Linked DNA regions of Pan troglodytes: region 1 is linked to region 2. The links are chromatin contacts, called in public Hi-C maps. All regions are on one chromosome and are shown on one strand. The core of a region is the stretch at or near the end of the contact, and the rest is flanking DNA. Distances in the headings are between cores, read along the strand shown. Region 1 has its middle 630 kb from the start of CITED2. Region 2 holds the start of CITED2 (Cbp/p300 interacting transactivator with Glu/Asp rich carboxy-terminal domain 2).

Region 1 (5,796 bases), core at 670-3,169, 630 kb after region 2:
GAGAAAATATCTTGGTTGTAGTTAATTTTGATTAATGGATTGTAGACTGAAGACAAGAAAATGCTTGTCTTTGGGATGTCCTGTTTGAATCACAAACAAATGTATTCCTTATCATCATTAATGCATATCTTTGCTGCTATTCGCTAGGGCTTTACATTTAGAATAGTTTGGAGCAAATTTAATTTAAAAACATCTATGTCATTGCAACAGAAATAATATATGATTTTCAGGACACATTCAAGGAAGCAGGGAGAAAAAGAGCAAGAGTGAGAAGGAGAATTTAGTAGCAGTTTAATTGCTTTCTCTTGTGTATTAATTCTAGGGTGTGGGGAGAGGGTTGGGGAAAGAGTGCAATTACATCAATGTTATGGGCTGGAAATTCTGCCACATATCCATTGAGAGAAAAATGCCTTACAAATATTTTTCGAATGATTTAGAGTTGGCTAAATCCAATGCATGTTTTTACCATGAATTTTTCATTTAAAAGGTTTTAAAAAATCATAGATTTTAAGAAAGAAAATGTAATCCATATGTTACTGATTCATTCACACTTATCATATTTTGCGTGAGTAAGCTGGTGTCCAAAAATGTTTAGTTTTTTAAATCAGGAAGTCACATTTTTAAAGCACCAAAAAGGACCTTGGACCTGGAAAGTTTCAAATTTCTATTTAAACTCAGAACCCAAGGAATTTGAGTGGGTTCTAAACTTGGCAATATGCCTTCATCCTAGTTAACGTATTGATGGAGTTATATATATTCGTGTACATATGAGTTAAAAGTGAAGCTGTTAATTCTGCTTTGATATCAAAGCTAGATATATTCATTTAGACTTCCTCATTTGTTTGCCATGAGGAAACAATTCGTGACTTGTTTTACTATTTAAAAAATTTTGTATATTGACCTATATCTTTAAATATACAATAAGTGTTATCAAACATGTAACAAAGTTGGTGTATGGAAAAATGCATAATTTTCCCTAAGGGCTATTTGCTAATATGGAACACCGGCCTCTAAAATGTGATGAAAGAAGAACTGTGGAACAATGGGTCATGATGGCTAATTTTATAGGGAACACATGCATACAATATAATTTAAAACACATGCCACAGCACTTATAGTAAAAGAGAATTAGAAAGGAATTCTGCTTCATAAAAAGGAAAACAGTTCCCTCTTTATCCTGACAGAATTGCATTTCTCTTCTAGGAAAAAGATCCCATTCACTAATGCTTTAACAATTGCAGAGGCCCACCCATAAGGTTCACATATATTCTCTCAAATCTCCTCCTCCAGTTTTGGCCTATCCGCTGTGATTTTGCAAAGATGTGATATGAAATTAAAGGCGAATAGTCTAATGTGCATCTGGCATCTTTCTAATGTAATATTTATTAATTGCTACTCAAAACTAAATATTGTGTGTCACCTATTACTCTCTCTATCTTAAACAATGGACTGTAGTGTATTAATATGGGAATTTTAAGGAAGAGGAACAGGTCATTTTGTCCATTCTTCTGTTTCTAAGCAGACTTTAGGCTTGCAGTAAAAACCTAAAGCAAGTTAGATGTTTGAGTGTACTATTTTGAAGAGCTTAGGAGTGGCAAGATAATAAACTTCTATGCAATTGGTTGCTAAAATTTTATGAGAAGTTCTTTATTCATACCTCCAGAAAGAAAAGAAAGCAAAGCAAACAAACAAACAAACAAAATCCCTTCTCTCTTTGTGAGGTTTAATTTGATGTATGTCAACTTGACTGGGACACAGGGTACCTAGATATTTGGTTAAACATTTATCTGAGGGTGTCTGTGAGGGTGTTTCTGGGTAAATTACCATTTGAATTGGTGGACTGAGTAAAGCAGATTGCCCTCTCCATGTGGGTGGGCCTCATGGAATCCTTTGGAGGCCCGAACAGAACAAAAGGCTGGGTAAAGGAGAATTTGCCCACCCTGTCTGTTTTTGAGCTAGGCCATTGGACACCCACACACAGACTGGAACTTGCACCATCCGCTCTCCTGGTTCTCAGGCCTTTGCACTCAGACTGGAAGTACACTTTCCAGGGAAAGTGTACTGGAAGGAAGCTTTCCAGGGTCTCCAGCTTGCCAATGGGAGATCATGGGATTTGTCACCCTCCATAATTAGGGAACCAACTCCTTATAATAAAAAATCTCTCTCTCTTTGGATAGAAAGATAGATATCTAGATATCAGATTGGTTCTGTTTCTCTAGGGAACTCTGACTAATACATTTTTACTGTGATTGAAACCTATTTCTCCTTCTGCTATTCAATCCTTTATAAAGAAGAACAATTTGCTAGTAACCTCATTATAAAACTCTTCATATTCTTGAAGATAAATTGTGTATATTGTTTTTAAACCACAAGCCTCTAAACCAGAAAAAATATTAAGATAAGATTTTGACTAATATTTAAAGTGTGCCCTGTGGTTAGGATGATGCGATTTGTTTTTAGTTAGAATTAATCATATTGTGCCAATAAATGCCCCTCTTGCTGGGTTAGTTTCCCCAGCATTTGATTCTCATCCATCTGACCTATATTGTTGGTAGCTCTCCGACCAGCACGTGAGTATGAGCCTCCCCTGCCTCCCTTGCTTTCAATATCAATATTGTGTCTTCAAACAGGAAGTGGATTTCATGCTCACTTGCTGCTTTCCAATACTAGTCCTAAAGTCTCAGGTCTTTAATTATGACCAGACCTTTTTCTTGCAGATAGGAAAGACATTGAATTTTACTATTCTGTTAATCAACTGCATAACATTATGGAACTATTATTATTGTTTAAGGAAATTCTTGTTAGTATAGAAGATTTGTAATAAGAAAGTAAAAATTACGGAATTACTTATTTGAGATAATTACGGCTAAAATTTTTAATGTATTTCTTTTCAAGATTTTTCTATGTACATGGTTTATCTTAAAGTGATTAATATTGTTTTAGGCTCCTTCAATATATCAAAGTATTTGTTTTTCCATGCAAATTAAATATTTTAGAAAACATCATTTTTAATGGCAGTGTAATATTTCATTTACTTAAAAATTTCTTTATTGTTAAACTCTTCAATTCCTTTCATTTTTTAAATCATTTGTGGAGTTACAGGATTAAAGAATATAAAGCTCTTTTTTCCTCCTTAATATCAACAAATTTGTTTCGAGAAATGTTGCACAATTTATTCTTCCACACGATGTATACATATATAGAGGCTGTTTTGTCACACCCTTGCCAGCACTTAATAAAAATAAATAATATTTTAAAGATAATTTCTATTTCTAGTTTTAGAAATGAAAATGTTATCTTTCTGTGTATTTCTTTAATTGCTGGAGAGATAGAATAACTTTTCAAATACTGGTCATTTTTACTATTCTATAAATTTTGGATTCATGTTTTTAGAAAATTTTTCTATTCATGCTTTTATGTTTTGACTTATCTATTTGTTGATTATTTGTGTGCATACATCTATATATCTCATATATACACATATGTAATGTTTATATATATACGTATTAAGTCCCCCAACTGTTTTTTTTTGTATTTTTATTGCTTTTATTCTTATTATAAAAGTAATACATACTATCTTAAAAAGTGTGAACAGTATAAAAATATACAAATGAGAAAGAGAGTCTCATGTAATCTCACTTGCAAGAGGCAACCACTGATAACAGTTTGGGGCACATTGACCCAAACTTTTATTTCCTAACAGTGTTAAATGTTGATGGCTTCCAGCTTCATCCATGTCTTTGCAAAGGATTTTTCTATTCATGCTTTTATGTTTGCTTTTCTGTTTTGACTTATCTATTTGTTGATTATTTGTGTGCATACATCTACATATCACATGTATATACACATATGTAATGTTTACATACATATATGTGTGTGTATATATATATGTATTAACTCCCTTACCTGTTTGTACTGGCATTTTTTTTTGAGAAATTGACGGTCCTCATTTATATGAAGTACATTTTATCATCTTTTTCCTTTGTGAGTGTTTCCATTGGTTTCATGTTTAAAAAGGCCTTTCTTGGCAGTTTTTCATTTTACTGGCACACTTGTTATATACTTTTCACTGTTGATCACAGGCTGGACATTCCCCAAGATCAAGGACATTAATTTACTTATTTATGTATCCCCACTACTCATTGGACTAGCAGAATGCCTGGATAAATACTAATATCTAATTACATTTTTGTAAAAAGCCAAAAGCATTGCCATGGCATTTTCCTCTAGTTTTTGAAGAATGGATAGAATTTCATTATTTAATAATTAAATGGCCGGTGCGGTGGCTCACATCTGTAATCCCAGCACTTTGGGAGGCCGAGGCAGGCAGATCACCTGAGGTCAGGAGTTCGAGATCAGCCTGGCCAACATGGCAAAACCCCATCTCTACTAAAAATACAAAAATTAGCTGGGTGTGGTGGCAGGTGCCTGTAATCCCAGGTACTTGGGATGCTGAGGCAGGAGAAATGCTTGAACCTGGGAGGTGGAGGTTGCTGTGAGCCGAGATCGCCATTGCACTCCAGCCTAGGTGACAAAGCAAGACTTTGTCAAAAAAAAAAAAAAAGAATTAAATAGGGTCATTGAAAAGCTATAATAATCAGAAGGAAAGTAATAGATAGAGGTTTACTAATATTTTGTTGAATGGCTAAATAAAAGATAAACTAAATTGTAGAAAAATCAGAATGAATATACTTTGAGTAAATAGTTTTTATTGTTTTCCGAATTTTAATATAATTAACTGAAAGTGATTTATAAACTGTAATTATTTACAATATGTAGATTTGTATTACGGTAATGTGTTGGGGGCAGAATTCTGAGATGACCTTCAAGACCCATCCCTCCTTACCTCTTGCCCCCTACCTGCCCCCTGCCTCCTTGTCCTGTATCATCTCCCTCTCTTCAGTGTGGAAAAGACCTGTGAATATGATAGCTGTCACTCTCATGATTAGATTACATTATATGGCCATGATGAAAGAATTTTTCAGATGGAATCAGGTCCTTAAGCAGTTTAAAAGAAGACAGGCTTTTGTTGAGATGAGACATTCCATCTCCTTTACGCCTTGAAGAAAAAAGCCAATATGAGCTCTAGAGCTGCAAAGAAATGTATTCTACCAACACCATATCAACTCGGAAGAGGATCCTCCACCTCAGATGGGGCCGCAATGCTGAACAACACCTAAATTACAGCCATGGGAGATCCTAAGCAGAGGATCCAGATAAGACACGCTCAGACTTCCAGTCCTTGGAAACTGAGATAAGCCAGCCAGCAAGTTTCGTAAGTCTTATGCAGAAATAGAAAACAAATACACTTGGAAATATCTATCATGTGCACTAGAAATTTTGTAAACCTTTTATCCAAGAGTTTGACTTCAAATATAACCTAAAGATTTACGATTTCTACTTGGCCATGAGAACATTGAAGTGTTTGTACAAGTGAGACAAATCAACAAGCAAAAAAACAAATAACCACATTAAAATATAAGCAGGCCGGGCGGGGTGGCTCACGCCTGTAATCCCAGCACTTTGGGAGACTGAGGCAGGTGGATCACCTGAGGTCAGGAATTCTAGACCAGGCTGGCCAACATGGTGAAACCTGGTCTGTACTAAAAATACAAAAATTAGCTGGATGAGGTGGTGCACGCCTATAATCCCAGCTACTCGGGAGGCTGAGGCTGGAGAATTGCTTGAACCCAGGAGTTGGAGGTTGCAGTGAGCCCAGATTGCACCACTGCGCTCCAGCCTGGGTGACAGAGCAAGACTCCATCTCAAAAAGCAAACAAACACACACACACACAC
Region 2 (5,716 bases), core at 1,612-4,111:
TCACTGGAGATAAAGGTAGATTTATATTTAATGCCACCCCCATCAATCAATCAGTATATTATTCCAATCTACCTCCATTTTAAGTAGTTGAATCAGGTATAAACAGAAACACCATTTTTTTTTGCCTCCTGCCCATTGAAAAAGATAATGTTGAGTATTGCAAACCTTTCTAACTCTGGAGTACACTTGATATGATGGCAATTAAGAAAAAAAAAAAAAGCACTGTGACAACTTTGCAGCTTTTGATTAAAGCACACCAAGAGGCATGTTACAATGATAACAATGAAGCATTATGCCAATTATGTTAAATCCTGCTCTCCGCTTAAGCTCATCATGACCTGTTTTAGTGTCCTGTAATTTATCCTTTGGAATGCTTACTCTCATCAATAGTGTTCAACTCAAAGACGGGGGAAAAAAGACACCAAAGGGAACAACCACCCCAAATGACTTCTAGAAAACAAGTTATTTCTTAACTTTTTATTGACATTGGCAAATTAAAATAGAATAAATTAACAAGTATTTTTTCAAAAAAATGTTTTGTACAAAAATACTGTCAAAATTTCCTAAAAAGCTTTCAACACAGTAGTATCTTTTCATGTACTGAATATAACTATTAGCACAGTGTCAAAAATGTTGAAGACAGAAACAAAATAAAAATCTGTGAAATGTTTGCCACTGACGACATTCCACACCCTATTATCTTCTGTACATATGGGGGTGGGGGGGGGGCGGCGGGGGGGACAGCCAACTTGAAAGTGAACAGTATGACTTTCCTGATCCAGAACAGTTTGGCCCACATCTGTTTAATCTTCCAGTTTAGCATATTTTAAAAATTAGTCTGTACTCAAATGCATAGTTAAAAAAATGAAGCGAGATGGCAGAGTTTGTGCAGTAATATCTGCCCTTCGAAGTTCATGCAACCAACTAATGCAATTTTTCCTTTCACTCGTAAATCTGAATGCAGTTCAGTCATTTGAAACCATCTACAAAATCCACAAGATTAAGCAGTTTGCCAAGATTAATATCTAACAGTTGAGCACTGGAGAAAGTGAGGGAAAGGAGTAAAAACAAACAACGAAAAAGACCAAGTTAGCTAGATATTTCAACTACATAAGGGAGGTGAATGTCAAGGCTACAAAAACGAAACAAAAACAGGAAAAAAAAGTGGCAGCAATTTTTTTTAAACCAATTTGTACAAGTTTATAGTTTACTTTGTTTCCAAGTTCTCAAACCTTTCAAGATCTGAAAAGTGAGATACTGTGTCTAAGGGAATGTTTCTTTTAATTCACGCCGAAGAAGTTGGGGGTTTGATTTCTTTCGCCGGGGTTTCGATCGAGTCAACAGCTCACTCTGCTGGGCTGCTGTTTGCACACGAAGTCCGTCATAAAATCAAACTCGTTTTGCCCCAGCCAGAGTTCGGGCAGCTCCTTGATGCGGTCCAAACCCATTTCTATCACCAAGGACATAAGAACTTCCTCGTCGATGAAATCAGTGTCTATGACATTGGGCGGCAGCATTGCAGCGGGGACGTGGGCCACGGAGGCGGGCATGTTGCTGCTGCCGCTGCCGCCGCTGCCGCCGCCGCTGTTGCTGCTGCCCGCGCCGCCGCCCGAGCTGCCGCCCGAGCCGCCGGGGGTGCTGCTGCCGCCCGAGCCGCCGGGGGTGCTGCTGCCGCCGCTGTGCTTGGGGTTGCAATCTCGGAAGTGCTGGTTTGTCCCGTTCATCTGGTGGCCTGCAGCAGGGTGCAAATCCGGCATGTAGTGGTTGTGGGGGTAGGGATGATGGTTGAAATACTGGTTGTTGAGCTTCTGCAGCTGCATGCTGGCCGGCAGGGAGCCTCCCTGGCTGGCCACCGGGGGACCCATGAACTGGGAGTTGTTAAACCTGGCCGCGGGGGCCAGCGCACTCGGGGGGTGCCCTCCGTTCACAGTCCCCGGCCCCATCGCATGCCTGATGCCGCTCGTGGCATTCATGTTGCCCGCGCCGTAGTGTATGTGCTCGCCCATTAGGGCGTTGAAGGCGTGCTGGGGCTGCTGCTGCTGGTGGTGATGGGGGCTCGGGAACTGCCCCATGCCCATGCGGTGGGCAGGGTGATGGTGCAGCCCATTGGTGCCGTCGGGGAAGCGCCCGTGGTTCATGGCCATCATATGGTCTGCCATTTCCAGTCCTGGAAGTGAAAAGGGCAGATAATGAGACCCGCGCCACACGTGTCGCCCACCACAGCGCACCCCACTTTTGCCCGCCTCTGCCCCCCAGGATTCCCGGGCGCACGTCGGCTGCGAACCACCACCCCCAAGATCCCACTAGCAGCCTGTGCACCCGGGCTAGCCACCACGGAAGAGCTGCCACTCATAACACAGCCGGACGCTGCACAAACAGCCCCTTCCCCTGCGATCGGGCGGGGGGACCCGAGCCCACACCCCCTCTGCTCCCCGAAGTGGCCTAATAAAGGAAGTGCCCCGTAGCCCTGCTGCGAACTTCAGGCATTAAATCAGCCCTCCTCATCCTGTTGTTGCACATCCTGTTGTTATTCCCCAGCTTCGCCTCACGCTCTTCCTCCGGGCAAACCCTGCCCTCGGAGGACTGGGCTGGCAAGAGCCCCAGCCAGCTTCGCCCGTTGCGCTTACCTTCCGTTTTTGCGATTTCTGCTCCGAAGACCGAGGGCGGGCTCGTCGGGTCCAGGACCGGCTCAGCAGCACATAGAGGGGACCTTCCTGGCGTGCAAAGCGCTTCGCTGTCGCGATGTCGGCGCCGAGGTCTCGCAGCGGCCGCTGGGGCAGATTCGGAGCCGTTCCCTTTTATTTCCCCTCCGCTGCCCTCACAGCTCGGCAGGACCGCCCGGCAGCTGCCAACAATGAGCTGTGTTTCTTAGGGCTTTGGCCACAGTTAATATAGGCATTTCGGAAGGGCGGAGCGAGAGCCTCCAGGGCGGGCGGCGCCAAGACGCGGATTCCGGAACACCGCGAACACCCTGGACCGGGTCCGGGAGCCGCGTCCCCGCCGCCCGTGGCACGTGTTGCAGAGGCTGCGGGGCCCGGGGGCCGCCCAGTCGCCCCGTCGCCCCCCGACTCTGGTTTCTTCCCGGCCCAGAAACGCGAGGTTGGCTCAGCCACCCCCGAGGCAGGGGGAAAATCCTCCCCTGCCGCCCCGCCCGAAGGTAGAGCCTGCCGGGATAGCAACGAGGAGAGCTCACCGCCCCCCTCAGGCTGGATCTACCCCACCCCCAGCTCTCTCACTCGGTTCACCTAGCGATCTGCCCAGCTCTCTACTGGAAAAGGGGACTCGCCCAGCGCCCCCCGCCCTCCAGAGTGCCCTTGTGCCTCCCCGGTTTTGCAAAAGCTTCCACAGGCAGCGAAGAATGGCTGTGCTTCCTCGAGTTGGGTTTTAAAGACCCGGACAAATAATGCGCCCTTTCCTGAGCGCGCCTTCCTAGGCTGTGCCTTTGTGTTTTCATACGGGCAGTGGGTAGACCTACTCTAGATCACCGCTTGTAGATGCATTTTTTTCCTCCACTCCTTTCAAGGACAGGAGCTGGGGGCGGGGAGGGGCAGCGGCTGCAGGTGGACGGAGCGCGCTCGCGGGCCCGGCCACCCCCGCTCCCGCGCCCTGGAATTCCAGTCCGCGCTTTCGGGCCCGCCTGCCGCTCCCGGGGTACGTGTGCTTCTGCTAAGTTTGCGTTTGCAGCTCTTGGTAGCTTTGGCATCCGAGCTGAGGCGTCTCTGCTCTGTAAACAAACTCAGCGATCCTCGTCCCCAGATCCACCTTTTTGCACATACACAGTTACTTGCTTCTGCTGTTGCCCTGGATCCGGGAGGTGGGGGTGTGTGCAAACTTGCAGAGCCTCCCTCCGGGCTCTGCCTGACGGTTTGGGGTTGATTTAGAAGCAAACGGGTTTGTAATTAAGAAATTTGAGGGCTGAGTAAGGCTGCTCTTGCTGGAAAAGGAAAACAAATAGATAACGTGGTAATCGCTTTGTAAATAAAGTCGTTCTGGAGGTGGGCACGTAGCTGCACGTCCCGTATGGCACCACGCGCACACACACGGCTGGGACTCTTCCTTTTCAGCGAAATTGTTCAGTGGGGCAATGGGCGATAATAATAACCTTGCTTCCACAACGCGGCACAACGAGCCTGGTCGCCCGTTTGGTTCATTGACTTGCAAATAAAACCCCTAACACAGGTCTGGGCTACTACCCAGTCGGAGCTCTCTGGCTTTCTCACATGGGGAAGCCGAGTTGTTTCCCCAACACCATGATGGGGCTGTTCTGAGCTTTTACATTGCTCTTTATGTGGTAAAATCGAGTTTAGCGCTCCGAATAAGGACTTCTGGGCAGTTGTTTCTTCATAACTCGATAGCCATTGAAGACTTCCTGCTGCGAAGAGCGAGTCCGCCTCCCCGCCCCCCCTCGTCTTTTTCCCCCTTCTTGCACACAAGACTTTTAAAGGCCCTGTTTCTTGAGGACTGGAAATTCTGATACATTTCCCCGTTCAGGAATTTGCAAAAGAGACCCAATCCTGATTATTTTCGTCTATGACCCCTCTGTCTTTTCCTAGTCAGGCATATTTTTGTAAATGTTGTTACTTTGTGTCTTGTCTTCTTTCCTCTTCCAGGCTCTCCGGCAAACCGTGCAGGCAAATAATTTTTAAACCTCAAAAATATTTACTTTTTAGAGATACGGGCACAGGACACATTGCATTGTTAGTTGCAACAATTCCCTATTCTCCTAACCTCCCACCACCTTTACCTGTAGGTCAGGACATGCAGTTTACCGTATCAGAGGCTTGGATACCTGAAGGGGCCACTTCCTATAAAAAAACAGATTCTAAAATATTGGTAAACCCCAACCTCAAAAATCGCGGGATTGTTTACTTTCCCTTCTTTGTACTGCAAGTGTCTTTCGACACAAGGAACAGCTTTTGAATGTCTAATCTAAATTCCTCTTGCAACCACTAAGGAAAGGTGGAGCTCCATCCAGCTCCAGTGGTTCTACCTACTATTGGGAAATCCCTGGAAAGGTCACCTGCCCATCCCCCATCCCTTAAAGGAGAACAAAATAGTTCTGGGACCAGCTGGTTGGAACATGGCATGCTTTGTTCATTTATTCTCATCCGTCCACTGAATGTCCTCCAAGTGCCAAGCGCTTTCTTGGTGCCTGGACATACAAACAAGATAGGAACTCACGGTCACAGGGAGAAAACTGACAAACAGGCCTTGAACACACTGTGATAAATGCCACAAAGGCATTGAAGGAAAGGGCTTTGGAGAGCACATAGGAGGGACACCTACCCCCCTCCTGGCTGCTTTGGGAAGGCTTTCCGGTGGAGATGGTGACTAAGTGGAGGCCTCAGGATGAATGGAAGTTTGGTCCCATTAGGAGTGGGGTAGAAAATATATGGCTAGGGACTGAATGCAAAGATGAGAGAAATAAGGTTGGAGAAATATGCTGGGGCCGGATGCCAAGGGCATTGTGGCCTCAAGCTGAGAAATTTTGCTGTATCCCAAAGACAGTGGGAGGCAGGTAAAAGCTTGTGAAGCCATGAGATAGGAAAGATTTGAATTTTAGAAAGATCAGGGCAGTACTGTGGAGAATAGTTAGAGAAAGTAAGACAGGAAACAGGGAGTCCAGTTAGGGGGCACTTACAGTAACCCAGGGCTCCCAGAAGTTCCTTATAACCAGGGTTTATCCCGTGAACCTGGGTGAGCGAGCGAGTGATCT

The links. A called contact is a pair of places that touch in the nucleus more often than the background predicts.
Region 1: a contact with region 2 is called in a Hi-C map of induced pluripotent stem cells, with 6 times the contacts expected there. The contact joins the enhancer-like site here to the promoter of CITED2 in region 2. A contact is called at or near these places in 2 of 7 Hi-C or Micro-C datasets (both in induced pluripotent stem cells) and 1 of 1 datasets of contacts at active chromatin or transcription factors (stem cell-derived excitatory neurons).

Annotation. Positions count from the first base shown.
Region 1 is chr5:151,856,037-151,861,832 of NHGRI_mPanTro3-v2.0_pri, forward strand. No RefSeq gene overlaps it. Among named protein-coding and RNA genes, the nearest start is that of CITED2, 630 kb to the left of the region's middle. Within about 2 kb of position 1,920, at least 2 of the 24 cell types and tissues checked have an H3K27ac peak or open chromatin away from gene starts, as enhancers often do. A contact at or near this core is called in induced pluripotent stem cells, where this site is marked.
Region 2 is chr5:151,228,238-151,233,953 of NHGRI_mPanTro3-v2.0_pri, forward strand. CITED2 (Cbp/p300 interacting transactivator with Glu/Asp rich carboxy-terminal domain 2) reads right to left here and starts at 2,862. Exons shown (of 2, transcript XM_009452108.5): 1 at 2,628-2,862; 2 at 463-2,167. The coding sequence starts at 2,159. The coding sequence ends at 1,338.